Regions from separate parts of the Sus scrofa genome. Here regions 2 and 3 are each linked to region 1. Evidence: chromatin contacts called from public Hi-C and HiChIP or PLAC-seq data. All regions are on one chromosome and are shown on one strand. The core of a region is the stretch at or near the end of the contact, and the rest is flanking DNA. Distances in the headings are between cores, read along the strand shown. Region 1 overlaps PAK1 (serine/threonine-protein kinase PAK 1). Region 2 overlaps LOC106504821 (a long non-coding RNA gene). Region 3 has its middle 22 kb from the start of PAK1.

Region 1 (4,273 bases), core at 633-3,132:
AAGATTGGCTTTTTTTCCTTCTTTGAAGCCCCATAAGATCATATTTATACCTCTTGTGTGGAACATACCACACACTGAGCTGTATGATGACTGTTAGGGTGTGTATTTCTAGAAAGCTTGAGAGCCCATTTGAAAGCTTGGAAAATCCCTGACGCCAAGCACAAGGCCTGATATACAGCAGGTATTCAACAAATGTTTGTGGAAATGAAGAGGAAAAGAGAGAATTCAGTGGGTTGATAAGTATTTTGTTTTAAAACCACAAAAAGGATCAGCAATAGACTACTTTATCCTATAGGAGTAGACTTTAAATTATTTCCCAAACGTTTATTCCTTAAAGATATTTTTTTTCCTGCTTAACAGACAAGAACATAAACACCTTATAGGACAACTAAATAAGTCTTTCCAGAATCAGCAAGAAGTATAGAGTATGAATGACTCAACTTTTATGGGAAAAACCCTGAACTCTAATTTTTTCAAGTCAAGTAATGTCATTGGTCAAGAGCTAGTTCATTACTAAGAATAGAAACGACGTTTTAAACATTTTGATCACCTCTATTCCCCACCCTAAGTGAGGAAAAAAAACCTGCTTTGGAGTGGGGTCTCCTTTCAGGTTAGGCTTCTGGTCTGGTTGCGGCTTTCTAGAACAGCTGATGATTAGCTTTTTCTCATGTCTGAAGAGAATACACTGATCTAAAGACCCATTACATTAGGATAATAAGCCCTTACAACACACACAAGACCTGGACCCAAAGGAGTGCCTTTGGAGTTCCGCAGGCCATCCTTATGAATGTCAAAGAGGTCACAGCTGGCAGCACAAAGGGAGAAGAGAGGCCAGCCATAGAGGCAGTGGCAGGACACCAGGAGTCCTTTTCAATAGCTACTGACTACTGACTGACTAACTATGGGCTAGGCTAAAGGCCCCTCGGCTAATCAGATTCCTTCTATTCAGGCCAGCAGACAGCACTCCTATAAGAGAAAAAGAACTAGACTTGAACTCTGAGGACCTAAACTCTGGGACCGAGTCTTTCACTTACTAACCTTGACCAATCACAGCTCTCTGAGCCTCAGTCTCTTTATCAATACTGAGGATAATAATCCCAACCCTGATTCCCCTTCTTACAGGACTGTTTTGAGAACTAAAGGAGACAGTAGTCAATGTGTTACTCATACATAAGAAATTTAAATAATACAGTAAGACAACAATGAAAATGCTAATTTGTTATAACTCCATTTCATGAGTACTTGGCACAAAGCAGCAAGAATGACAACGTTATTAGCAGGAATTTCAGCAAAAACCAACCACCCTCCCACCACTACTATTTATTGAATGCCTACCAGGTGCTAGTATTAGGCAAGGTCCTCTACTGACAGTATCTCAGTAAAACCTAGCAAGAACCCTGCCAAGCAAAAATCATTATCTGCATTTTCAGGTAAGGAAATTGGGACTAAGATTTACAAGAAAGTTGCGCAAGGTCATAATCAATGCCTTCAGGTTCACAGGACTTCAAAGCCTCTTCCACTCTATTCTTTCTATTTCATGCATTCTGTCTAAAAAGGGCTTGAAAATTAAGTGTTGGATCTGTAACTGGAAAACTTCCCAGCACTAACATTCTATCTTCCCATGTGTGATAGACAATAGCTCTCTTCTTCTTAGCTGGCAAACTCCCAGTAAGTACTCACTCACAAACACAGAGCACCTCGCCAGCTACACTAAAAATTTATACTCCCTGGGGCAGGAAATGAGGCCTTCTTGACTACATTGCATTAGCCACCCTAATGGACCCACTTCCATTCATAGTTTTGTAACCACAAGGCAGGCACATAGTGAAGTCAAGTTTCTGTTTCCTGTGGCCAGCTTCTCACACATTCTATTCAGGCCAGCAGACGGCACTCCTATAAGAGAAAAAGAACCTTGAGGCCTTCCAAGAAACTCCCAGCACCAGGCTGCCTCCCATCAAGGGAGATGAGGCCTCAGAGGCCAGAAACACAGCAAGGGGCACTAATGCCTAACCTTACAGCTCAGAAAGTATAAGTTTAGGTTTCAGAATCAAAAGCTTCTAACACAGTCCTTGCTAACTGCTGACAGCACAACCATGTAAAGATTAAATTCCCAACTCCTAAATTCCTCATCAATAAAAAGGAAATAATATTCCCTACCTCATAGGGTTCTTTTTCTTTATTTTAGGGTGAATGATCAATCATTTACTTACATTAAAATATTAAATACCTACTACATGTAAGGAATTTGGGATTCAGGAATTTATAAGACAGGCATCTTCTTCATCTCACATAATATAATGTATAAAACATTAACATCTCTCCTGTTAATGTTTTATACATAAAACATATAATGGAATCTATAATGTTTTTAGTAAGAATTCAATAGAATCAAGTGAGGTATCAGTAGGATCACTTTATCTGCAGTGTGGTAAACATACCATAGTGGCTCAGTGGTCAACGAATCTGACTAGGAACCATGAGGTTGCAGGTTCAATCCCTGGCCTTGCTCAGTGGGTTAAGGATTCGGCGTTGCCGTGAGCTGTGGTGTAGATTACAGATGCAACTCGGATCCCGCGTTGCTGTGGCTCTGGCGTAGGCCGGTAGCTACAGCTCTGATTAGAGCCCTAGCCTGAGAACCTCCACATGCCACAGGTGTAGCCCTACAAAAGACAGAAAGACCCCCCCACATGCACACACAAAAAAAGATCTTAGGTCATCAGGCCTTAGCAATAAGATCAGAGTTCTCCAGCTTACGAAGTATGAGGACCAAGAGATGCTTCCAAATGAGGACTTCAAAGTCTACTGGAATCCTGCAAACCACCAGACTAGGAGTCAAGAGACATGTGTTTAAGTCTCTTCTATATCAGATTTCTCTCCCAAGAACCAAAATTATAAAAATAATTGTCCACCAAGCAGTTTCACAAGAAGGTCTCTCAGGCAATATCCAACTTCAAACCTCTATCTCCTCCTTTTTTCTTTTTCCTTGATTAATATCACTCCCTGTGAGTCATCCTCACATTCAACAAATTCTGCCAAATCTACTTAAGTACCTCTCAATTTCATACACTTCTACCCATTCAGTCTATGCTACCACCTTAGTCCAAACCATCATCTCTCACGTGGAATTACACAATAACCTCCTGACTCACCCACTCCACTCATCTCCTCCAATCTGTCCCCAAAAGTCACAGTGACTTTTTCCAAAATCTGTAAGTCTCATCATGTTACAGATTTCTACTCTACAACAGCAAGAAACTAGAAGTGTCCCTACTAATCTAAGAAGAGCTAAAACTTAAAAAATAAAGAGTGGAACTAAAGGCACAGTTGTAGGAGGCGGTTACTTACCTCCTGTCCTGTGGCCACATCCATTGCAGTGTACACAGTGCCCGAAGCACTGAGCAGCAGGTGGGGAAGAGGAATAAAAACAAGTATTACATGAATTGACATTTGTCAAATGCAGCTCTATACCCAATCTCGCAATGCAAATGTTAATAACAATAGCAGAAAAAATAATCCTCTCCACTACCTCCCCTGCTCTACTCTCATGAGAGGCAGTATGTAGTAGTCAAGAGAATAAAGGCCGTAGTGGCCAGCAGGCAGTGAGGGAAGAATGGAGGGATGGAGGGAGAAAGGCAGAGAAATACTAGGAATAATGCTAGGAAAGTAATCACGTTCATTCTAAATGACTAAAAATTCATTTTATGCCTATAACCACAAACCCTGTATAGTTTTAGGTGAGTGATATGCAACAATAGTTGTAATCTTATATGTCAGTATGTCAGATTTACATGATGCAATTGAAAGAAACTTAAAATTCTAAGTACTAAAAAAACCCACAAACAAACAAAAACATTTTCTAGTCAAGTCCTATAATTATGCTTCCCAAGGAAGTCAGATCAATTCAATGGGAAAAGTCACCGATAAATTTGCCTTGAAGCCAGAAATTATGGTCACCAGCTTCCTAACTACAACTCTTTGGTTGGGCTCCTAACAACATGACAGGATGTTGAGATCACAAGATATGAGCAGTCAAATAAGGACTGGATTATGTGCACTGGCAGTTATTTCCCCATTGCCTGATCATCCTATCTCTAGCCATTTTCTGTCATAAAGCTGCTATCTATATTCCCATCTGCATTTTCCCTTATCCCACCAGATGTCTCATTCTTAAAGGGCAAATATGCCCAGGCCTCAAGGGACTAGACATTTTGAAACTGTGTCTCCATGATTACAGAGGCTCAGAAAGCTACTCAAGCTCACTGATTAGTAGTAG
Region 2 (4,273 bases), core at 715-3,214, 190 kb after region 1:
TGGCTCTGGCAGCTGTTAAGATGAAGAGAAAAGGATACTGCAGGAAGAAACACGATTAAAATTGCAAGGAATGTGCACAGACATACACACACAGACCAAAACCAAACAGTGGCCTCTGTTGTTTGACTTGCTGCCATAAGAGTGGGCACTTTTCACCAGAATAAGAAGCAGTTACCGGGAAGAAACTGAGACCACACAGCAAAGCCCAGAGAAGTACCTGACTCAGCGAAGCCTAAATAGGTTTTTAGAAGCTTCAACTGAGAGCTTCGGTCAGCAGGAGCATGGATCAGGACACTAAGGATCTGGGAAGAAACAAACAGCAATTAAACCCACGGCCATTATCCTGTGATACCAACACTGCAAATCTGCTTTTGACCCCAAACCCTCTAAAACCAAAAAGAAAATGTCCTGCTTACTAGAAAAATATGTCCCTGTCCCCTTGAAGGTATAACACATTGACAAAAAGAGTTTAAGCCACATGGAAGCAGGTGGTTTAAATAATGAATTAGAGAGACTATTTCTGGATAGTAATTCCTGAACGTCACCTCTAAAAGCATTAAATTATAACAAAAATTCATAAACTATTAGGCAGCTGTTAAATGTGATCATTAGGAAAACTACACAGAAACATGAATAAATTACCCTTAAATAAGGCTGAGTGAAAAAAAATCAAAACATAAAGCACTTGGAATTATAATAAAACCTACATTTATTAAGGATTTACAATGGACATATATATACATACGAGTATAAATTAGAATAGAAAATGTTGTATTAAGATATGAGATTTGGGGGTGATCCTTTGTATTTTCTTGAAAATTTTCCTACATATTATTATAGCAATTTATCGATCAAATATAGTAAAGAGGAGTTCCCTGGTGGCCTAGTGGTTAAGGATCCAGCATTGTCACTGCTGTGGCACAGGTTCGATCCCTGGCCCTGCTCAGACGGTTAAGGCTCTGGTGTTGCTGGGGCTGTTTTGCAGGCCAATGGCTGTGGCCTTCACCTGGGAACCTCCATATGCTGTGGGTGTGGCCCTAAAAAAGACAAAAATAAAATAAAATAAAGGGTCTTTAGCAATTAAAAACTACTTTAAAAATAAATAAAATAAAATAGAGACCTACTATAGATAACCCACTTCATGAGATGATGGTAAGACAATATACGGCAAGTAAAACAAGCACCTTACACCTTGCCTGGCAGATAATTATGTTCAGTAAATGCTGGGTTCCTCATCTCTCCATTCCCTCCTCAGAAATCCACCACAGAAAAGTGAACCTACCTGTGACTAAGTTAATCATCAGGTCATTAATAATACCATTTGCCACTTATTATCTGCCTATTAAGAGATTCAGGGCCTGGCACATGGTAGGTTCCAGGTAAAGATGTGTTTAATGGATGGATGGAGGGAGGGAGGGAGAGTGGATGGATGGAGGGAAGGGGGAAGGGGGACAGGGATGGATGGAGGGAGGGAGGGAAGGAGGGAGGGGGATGGATGGAGGGAGGGAAGGGGGAAGGGGGAGAGGGATGGATGGAGGGAGGGAGGGAGGGAGGGATGGCTTGACTTCTATCTTCAGAATCCCAGAGGAAGATACATTGGGTTTGTTCTCTACATTTCCAAAGAATAAGTTGGGACCGGGAAGCACAGAGGTATTCTTATTTTTTGAGCAGAAAAATTGAGTCTGGTTAAGCAAGGATCTGGCTGTTGGAGAGGAGCCCTTGGGAAGAACAGAAGTGAAAGGAAGGCATCTTTGAGCAAGACACGTACGCTCCAGGTCAACGGGCTCTGCTGTCAAGAGCCACCCTCTTCACCCCTGGGTCTGAGAAGACAGCGCGCTGCCGTCCTTCCTTCCCAGATGCTCTGAGGCTGGACAACACTTAGGCCATCAGGGAGGGGCTGAGGGGCAGGACGGCCCAGAGCAGCGAGGCTCCCACTGATGCCAGCAGCATCCTGGAGTAATCAATCCCGGGTGGAAGGCCCGATTCAGCCACAGTCTGGCCTCTCGCGGGCCCAGGATCAGCTGCAGGGCATGGCTGCTTTCACTTAGTTTCCTTGCCCAGAAAGCTCCGAGGAGGTGAAGTTTCACGAGGAGCTTCTAATAAAGCCGTCCGACCTCTGAAGAGGCTGCCTCATCACCCGCCGCTGGGCTGGAAGGAATGTGGCTGTGGTCGTTGCTGCGCTGGAGAGGGAATTCTAGCTTTAGGTGGATGACGAAGACGAGAAAAACCCTTTCCAGCCTCAGATTCTGATTTCCTTGGAGCCTCATGCTCGCAAAGCTAGGCTTTCTACTGACACCTAGAGGCTTCCTTGGAAACATCACTCCAAACCTGAGCCCATGGAAGGCTCTACTCCTAATCAGTTCAAATTTCAGCTCCCCTTGGGCCTACAGGGGCTCCCCTTCTCCAGATATTCCCGGGGGAGGCATCTCAGAAAAGACTGAGTATTATGATCTTGCACTATCACCATCTCGACACAGCTGCAGGACCAGGACGGACACACAGAGGAAGGTCCTTCTCCTTCTCAGCCTTGAGGAGAAGGAAACAGGACAAAATAAGTTACCACGAGAGGTGCACCCACCCAGAGAGCCAATGTGAGGGGTGAGTGTGGTGAAAATTGAGAAAATAGAAAAGAAGTGGGGGGAAGGGCTTTGTGGAGAAGGAGTGAAATTAGAGATGATTCTTTTTTTTTTTTTTTTTTTTGCCTTGAAAAGGCTGCTTCTGCAGCATATGGAGATTCCCAGGCTAGGGGTCTAATCGGAGCTGTAGCTGCTGGCCTACGCCAGAGCCACAGCAACTCGGGATCCAAGCTGCATCTGCAACCTACACCACAGCTCACGGCAACGCCGGATCCTTAACCCAATGAGCAAGGCCAGGGATCGAACCTGCAACCTCATGGTTCCTAGTCAGATTCGTTAATCACTGCACCATGGCGGGAACTCCTAGAGATGATGCTTTTTTCTTTCTCTTTTTTGGCCACACCCACGACATGCAGCAGTTTCCAGGCCAGGGATCTAACCCGAGCCACAGCAGTGACCCAGTCCGCTGCAGTCGCACCGCCAGATCTTTACCCCCGGCACCACAAGCCAACTCCTCAAGCTGACTCCTAAGGCAGAAGTAACCCTGGGAGGGAAGGCAGGGTGGGAACAGATGGCAGGGATTTCAGCTCAGGAGCCTGAGCTTTGGCGTCCACAGACCCACGTCAGATTCCAGCTTCCCCTCGCAAGCCGGGACTTCAGCTAGTCTCTTGGAGTCTCGGAACACCAGATTGCTTTCCTTACAATGGGGATACTCATGCTTTCCCTGAAATTTGACTGTATGGATTAGAGAGAACACATGTAATTGGCTTGCTCAGTTTGGGTACAAGATAAGCACTCCAACGGCAGCTTGTATTGCTGCAGACTTGACACAGGGATGGACCTGGTGTGTTCATGGAATATAACAGAAGACAGTTTGACTAGAACAGAGCGTTTGTGTGGAAGCATAAGAAGAGAGCCGGAAGGAGTTCCCGTTATGGCTCAGTGGAAACGAATCTGACTAGTATCCGTAAGGATGCAGTTTTGATCCCTGGCCTTGCTCAGTGGGTTAAAGATCCGGCATTGCTGTGAGCTGTGGTGTAGGTCACAGACACAGCTCGGATCTGGCATTGCTGCGGCTGTGGAATAGACCAGTGGCTACAGCTCCAATTGGACCCCTAGCCTGGGAACCTCCATATGCCATGGGTGCGGCCCTAAAAAGCAAAACAAAAAACAAACAAAAAAACCCATGGGCAGAGAACATGAATAGGCATTTTTCCAAAGAAAAACAGATGGCCAACAGGCACATGAAAACATCACTGTCATCAGGGGAATGCAAATCAAAATCACAGTGAAATAGCACCTCACATCTGTCAGAATGGCAACATGTGTTATCAAAAAGACGACGAGGAGTTCCCGTCGTGGCGCAGTGGTTAACGAATCCGACTAGGAACCATGAGGTCTCGGGTTCAGTCCCTGCCCTTGCTCAGTGGGTTAACGATCCGGCGTGGCCGTGAGCTGTGGTGTAGGTTGCAGACGCGGCTCGGATCCCGCGTTGCTGTGGCTCTGGCGTAGGCCGGTGGCTACAGCTCCGATTCAACTCCTAGCCTGGGAACCTCCATATGCCGCAGGAGGGGCCCAAGAAATAGCAACAACAACAACAACAACAAAAGACAAAAAGACAAAAGACAAAAAAAAAAAAAAAGACGACGAATAACAAGTATTAGGATGTGGAGAAAAAGAAACACGCATGGACTGTG
Region 3 (4,273 bases), core at 1,247-3,746, 140 kb after region 1:
CTTCTCTGAAAGGTTGAGATAAAACTGGCTCAGACGCCTTCTCTCCAACCCCATGTCTTATGAAAATCCAAAGCCCTCTTCAAGGTTCCAGTTCTTTCCAAGAGATTTTCTGTCCTCATAACCACCTGGCCTCTAGGGTCCAGGCTCCCCACCTCTTCCTCTGTTCTGCAGTGCATGGATGTAGACTCAATCCTATTTTGTTTCTGACATCATCCCGTGTGCTGCATCTCAGTTCTGACACTAAGCATCCAGACTTAAGGTCAGACTGCACAGCTTTAAGCGCACAAGACTGCCCCATTTCAGACACAAGGAACAAGTGGGGTCCCAGGTCACCCATACTTCCAACCAACTGGCTACAAATCCAGAGGATTCCTATAACCGCCTCCAGGTTCTCTAATTCAAAAGAATGACACACAACTGAGGAGAGCGCTAGACTTACAACTAGAGTTTTATTATAAAGGATACAAATCAGACCAGCCAAATGAAGAGACACACAGGGTAAGATCTGGGAGGGTCCTGAACACAGAGCTTCAGGAATGAGGGCAACTCCTCCTCCCAACCTGTGTTCACCAACAAGGAACTTCCACTGAGCTTTGCTGCAATTTCATTGATTCAATCCTGGACCTGTGCTTGAACTCAATCTCTAATCTCTCTCCCCTCCCTTGAGGGTGGGCTAGCGCAAAGTCCCAACCTAACCAGTGGCTGGTCTTTCTGGGGACCAGTCTCCATCCTGAAGCTAGGTAGGGTTCCATCACGAGTCCCCTCATTAGCATAAACTCAGGAGTGATCCAAGGGTTATAATAATAACAAAGGCATTTTTGTCACTCAGGAAATCCTGAGGGTTTTAGAAGCCCATGCCAGAAACCTTGCAAATTATTTTTTGGAACTTCCAAAAAACTTGAGCAAGGCTGACCCTTATCCTATTCCAGTGACCAAACAAGTGACTAAGCCCAGAAACTGGTGCATTCCATCTTCCTGGCCAGACTGCTATTCAGGGACAGGCTTGTGGGAACTCTTGGTGGGAGGTGCCCCTGGGGTCACTGTGCTGGTGGAAAGGTCAGCCTCGCATTGCTGGTGCCCGTCTTTGCCACCACAAGTAAAGAGCCTGCTTGAGAGGGAATCAAGACAAAGGAAGACCAAAGCAAGAGATGGAGAGAGAACAAAATATGTTCGAGTCCCTACATCCAAGCTATCTAAGGAGACACCTGGGGTTTTCCCTTAAGCCAGACTGAGTTAAATTTCCGTCATTTGCGATTGTAATAGTGCTGACCAATAGCTTCTTTCTTCCCCATTCTTTTCACAGTCAATAAACCATACTCCTCTCTTTGCTTCATGCACAGCAGCTTCCCCTTGTCTGAGCTGGACATCTGTTGACATCTGTGCCTACAGGGCATTTCAAAGCATTTTCACAGGACAGTTTCCTCCGTTGAGACATGTTGGTGCCAACCATGAAGATAAATTTTTTTCACTTTGTAACAAAACATTTACGTAATCCAAACTGTACTCGAGTTCCCTGGTGGCTCAGTGGGTTAAGGATCCGGCATCGTCACAGCTGTAGCTCTGGTTACTATGGTGGCAAGGGTTCAATTCCTCACCTGGGAGCTTCCACAGGCCACAAGTATGGCCAAAAGAAAAAAGAAAAAAAAAAAAAAAACTGTCCTATATATATATTGCTTACCTGCTTTTTTCAATTTTCAGTCAATAAAACATAAAAACTGTATACTAGTCACAAACCAGATAACTCTCTATGTTTAAAATTTTCCCACATCAAAGTTTTTGTAAATGTCATTTATTTTTACTAGCCCAGAACCTACAAGCATACAGTTGTTTTCTGGTTTTTTAAAGATGTTCATTTTTTAAAGCAGTTTTAGGTTCACAGCAAAACTGAGGGAAAGGTACAGAGACTTCCCATATATCCCTTGTTCCCTTGCAGATAGTTGGGGGGGGTTGTTTGTTTGTTTTGTATTTTTAGGGCGCACCCGGGGCTTATGAAGTTTCCCAGGCTAGGGGGCCCATCAGAGATGCAGCTGCCGGCCTGCACCACAGCCACAGCAAGCCCAGATCCAAGCCACATCTGCGACCTACACCACAGCTCACGGCAATGCCGGATCCTTAACCCACTGAGCAAGGCCAGGGATCCAACCTGCATCCTCATGGATCCTAGTCAGGTTTGTTAACTGCTGAGCCACGAAGGGAACTCCTGCAGGTAGTTTTTAAACCAAACCTTTACTGTGGAGCATTTAGCTTGTTATTATACATTCATATTAACATTATAAATAACAATAGACACATAACGCCATTTAAATCTCCTATCATTTCCTTAGTATAGATTCTCAGAAGTAGAATGTCCCTAAGGACTTCATGTTTTACCTCCCCCAAAAAATGCAGAAAAAAAAAATTTACTAGTTGCTGCTGTAGTACCGTGTCTGTTCTCTTTGACCCTACGCAGCCTGGAGAGATCTGGCCTAAAGTGCCTTCAGATAGCACAGGAGTCACAATCCTTGCAAGCTTCCTGTTTCCTCTGAGTGTCCCTCCGCCACCGCTGTCCTGATGGGGCTGGGGACTGACCAAGGAGCAGGCAGCCTGTCACTCTGTGAAGCCGCTGGAGGCATAGTGCACATACCTGCCTGTAAGAATTGTCTGAAAAGAACAGTATTCAGGGCAAGCCTGAAAGGGAGCTAGATGCCAAAACAGGAAAGTCAGGGCTAATCATGACCCCATTTCTATTTTTAAATCTCTTTTTTCCCTACTTTTTTAAAAAAAAAAAATTCCTTCATAAGTATGTGTCCTTTATAATGGAAAACTTTCATTTATTGGTAAAACCAACAACAAAAAGGTTCTCACATCCACTGCGGGACGGAGGATAATCCTCTGGTTCCTGGAAGAGCAGCTGTGAGCGATCTGGCTTGGCAGAGCTTGCTACAAATCACTGGCTGACTCGGAAAAACACACATGCGCTTCAGTCGCCCGAAGGACAGGCTGATTCCCTCCGGGGCGCCACAAAGGGGAACTGATGACTGTCTTGCCGACGGGGAAGAGGGCTCCAAATTGCAATGTGTGAAGATAACGGGTGGGTCTAAGACCAGTCAGTGGGAGTCTACAAAACTGAGATTTTTGACTCATTGCCAGAACTTTCTAGCAGGCAGAGGAGCCCAGAGATAAAACCAGCTGTTCCGGGACGTGATGACCCCTCCCCTGTCCCACGAAGTGTCAGAGCACACCCTGGAGGCTGGTTGTCCTGGGTGTTGCAGCAGGGATCCAACTGCAAAGAAGGACAGTGCTTCTCAAGCTTTTCGGTCTCAGGACTTCTTTACACTCCTAAAAATTACTGAGGATCCCAAAGAATGGTATTTATCTAGGTTCTGTGTATCAGCATGTACTATATTAGAAATGAAAACCGAGAATATTTTGAATATGTATTAATTAATGTAAAAAGAACCTTTGTCGAGTTCCTGGTGTGGCTCAGCAGGTTAAGAACCCGACACAGTGTCCATGAGGAGGCAGGTTTGATCCCTGGCCTCACTCAGTAGGTTGTGGGTCCAGCATTGCTGCCAGCTACAGTGTAGGCTGCAGATGCAGCTCAGATGCAGTGTTGCCATGAGTGTAACATTGGTGGTATAGTGGTAAGTGTAACATGCCAGTGTTGTCACGGCTGTGGTGTAGACCAGCAGCTGTGGCTCCGATTCGACTGCTAGCCCAAGAACTTCCATATGCTGCAGGTGCAGCTATAAAAAGAAAAAAAATTGGGAGTTCCCGTCGTGGCGCAGTGGTTAATGAATCTGACTAGGAGCCATGAGGTTTCGGGTTCAATCCCTGGCCGTGCTCAGTGGGTTAAGGATCCGGCGTTGCCATGAGCTGTGGTGTAGGTCGCAGACACGGCTTGGATTCCGTGCTGCTGTGGCTCTGGTGTAGGCCGGTGGCTACAGCTCCGATTCGACCCCAAGCCTGGGAACCTCCATATGCTGCCAGAGTGGCTCAAGAAAAGACAAAAAAAAAAAAAAAAGGAAAAAGAAAAAAAATTAATAATTTCTTTGTACATTCACATAAAGGATAAGTTCTATGGAAAATAACATTTACTTGGAGTTCCCTTCATGACTCTGTGTGTTAAGAACCCAGCTAGCATCCAAGAGGATGTGGGTTGGAGACCTGGCCTTGCTTGGTGGGTTAAGGATCCAGTGCTGCCACGAGCTGTGGTGTAGGTTGCAGATGCAGCTTGGATCCCACGTTGCTGTGACTGTGGCGTAGGCAGGTAGCTGCAGCTCCAATTCAACTG

What was found. A called contact is a pair of places that touch in the nucleus more often than the background predicts. HiChIP or PLAC-seq counts read pairs in DNA pulled down with a chosen protein or histone mark.
Region 2: a contact with region 1 is called in a Hi-C map of embryonic fibroblasts, with 2.6 times the contacts expected there. The contact joins two enhancer-like sites. A contact is called at or near these places in 1 of 5 promoter capture datasets (liver), 8 of 47 Hi-C or Micro-C datasets (brain, embryonic fibroblasts, epiblast stem cells and 5 more) and 1 of 2 datasets of contacts at active chromatin or transcription factors (alveolar macrophages).
Region 3: a contact with region 1 is called in an H3K27ac HiChIP or PLAC-seq map of alveolar macrophages. The contact joins two enhancer-like sites. A contact is called at or near these places in 2 of 47 Hi-C or Micro-C datasets (embryonic fibroblasts and skeletal muscle) and 1 of 2 datasets of contacts at active chromatin or transcription factors (alveolar macrophages).

What each region holds. Positions count from the first base shown.
Region 1 is chr9:11,850,644-11,854,916 of Sscrofa11.1, forward strand. PAK1 (serine/threonine-protein kinase PAK 1) reads right to left here. Exons shown (of 15, transcript XM_005667164.3): 9 at 3,346-3,394. Among named protein-coding and RNA genes, the nearest start is that of PAK1, 120 kb to the right of the region's middle. Within about 2 kb of position 1,883, at least 6 of the 83 cell types and tissues checked have an H3K27ac peak or open chromatin away from gene starts, as enhancers often do. A contact at or near this core is called in alveolar macrophages and embryonic fibroblasts, where this site is marked.
Region 2 is chr9:12,037,222-12,041,494 of Sscrofa11.1, forward strand. The region is part of intron 1 of LOC106504821 (a long non-coding RNA gene); the gene reads right to left. Among named protein-coding and RNA genes, the nearest start is that of AQP11, 26 kb to the right of the region's middle. Within about 2 kb of position 1,965, at least 24 of the 83 cell types and tissues checked have an H3K27ac peak or open chromatin away from gene starts, as enhancers often do. A contact at or near this core is called in alveolar macrophages and embryonic fibroblasts, where this site is marked.
Region 3 is chr9:11,992,930-11,997,202 of Sscrofa11.1, forward strand. No RefSeq gene overlaps it. Among named protein-coding and RNA genes, the nearest start is that of PAK1, 22 kb to the left of the region's middle. Within about 2 kb of position 2,497, at least 25 of the 83 cell types and tissues checked have an H3K27ac peak or open chromatin away from gene starts, as enhancers often do. A contact at or near this core is called in alveolar macrophages, where this site is marked.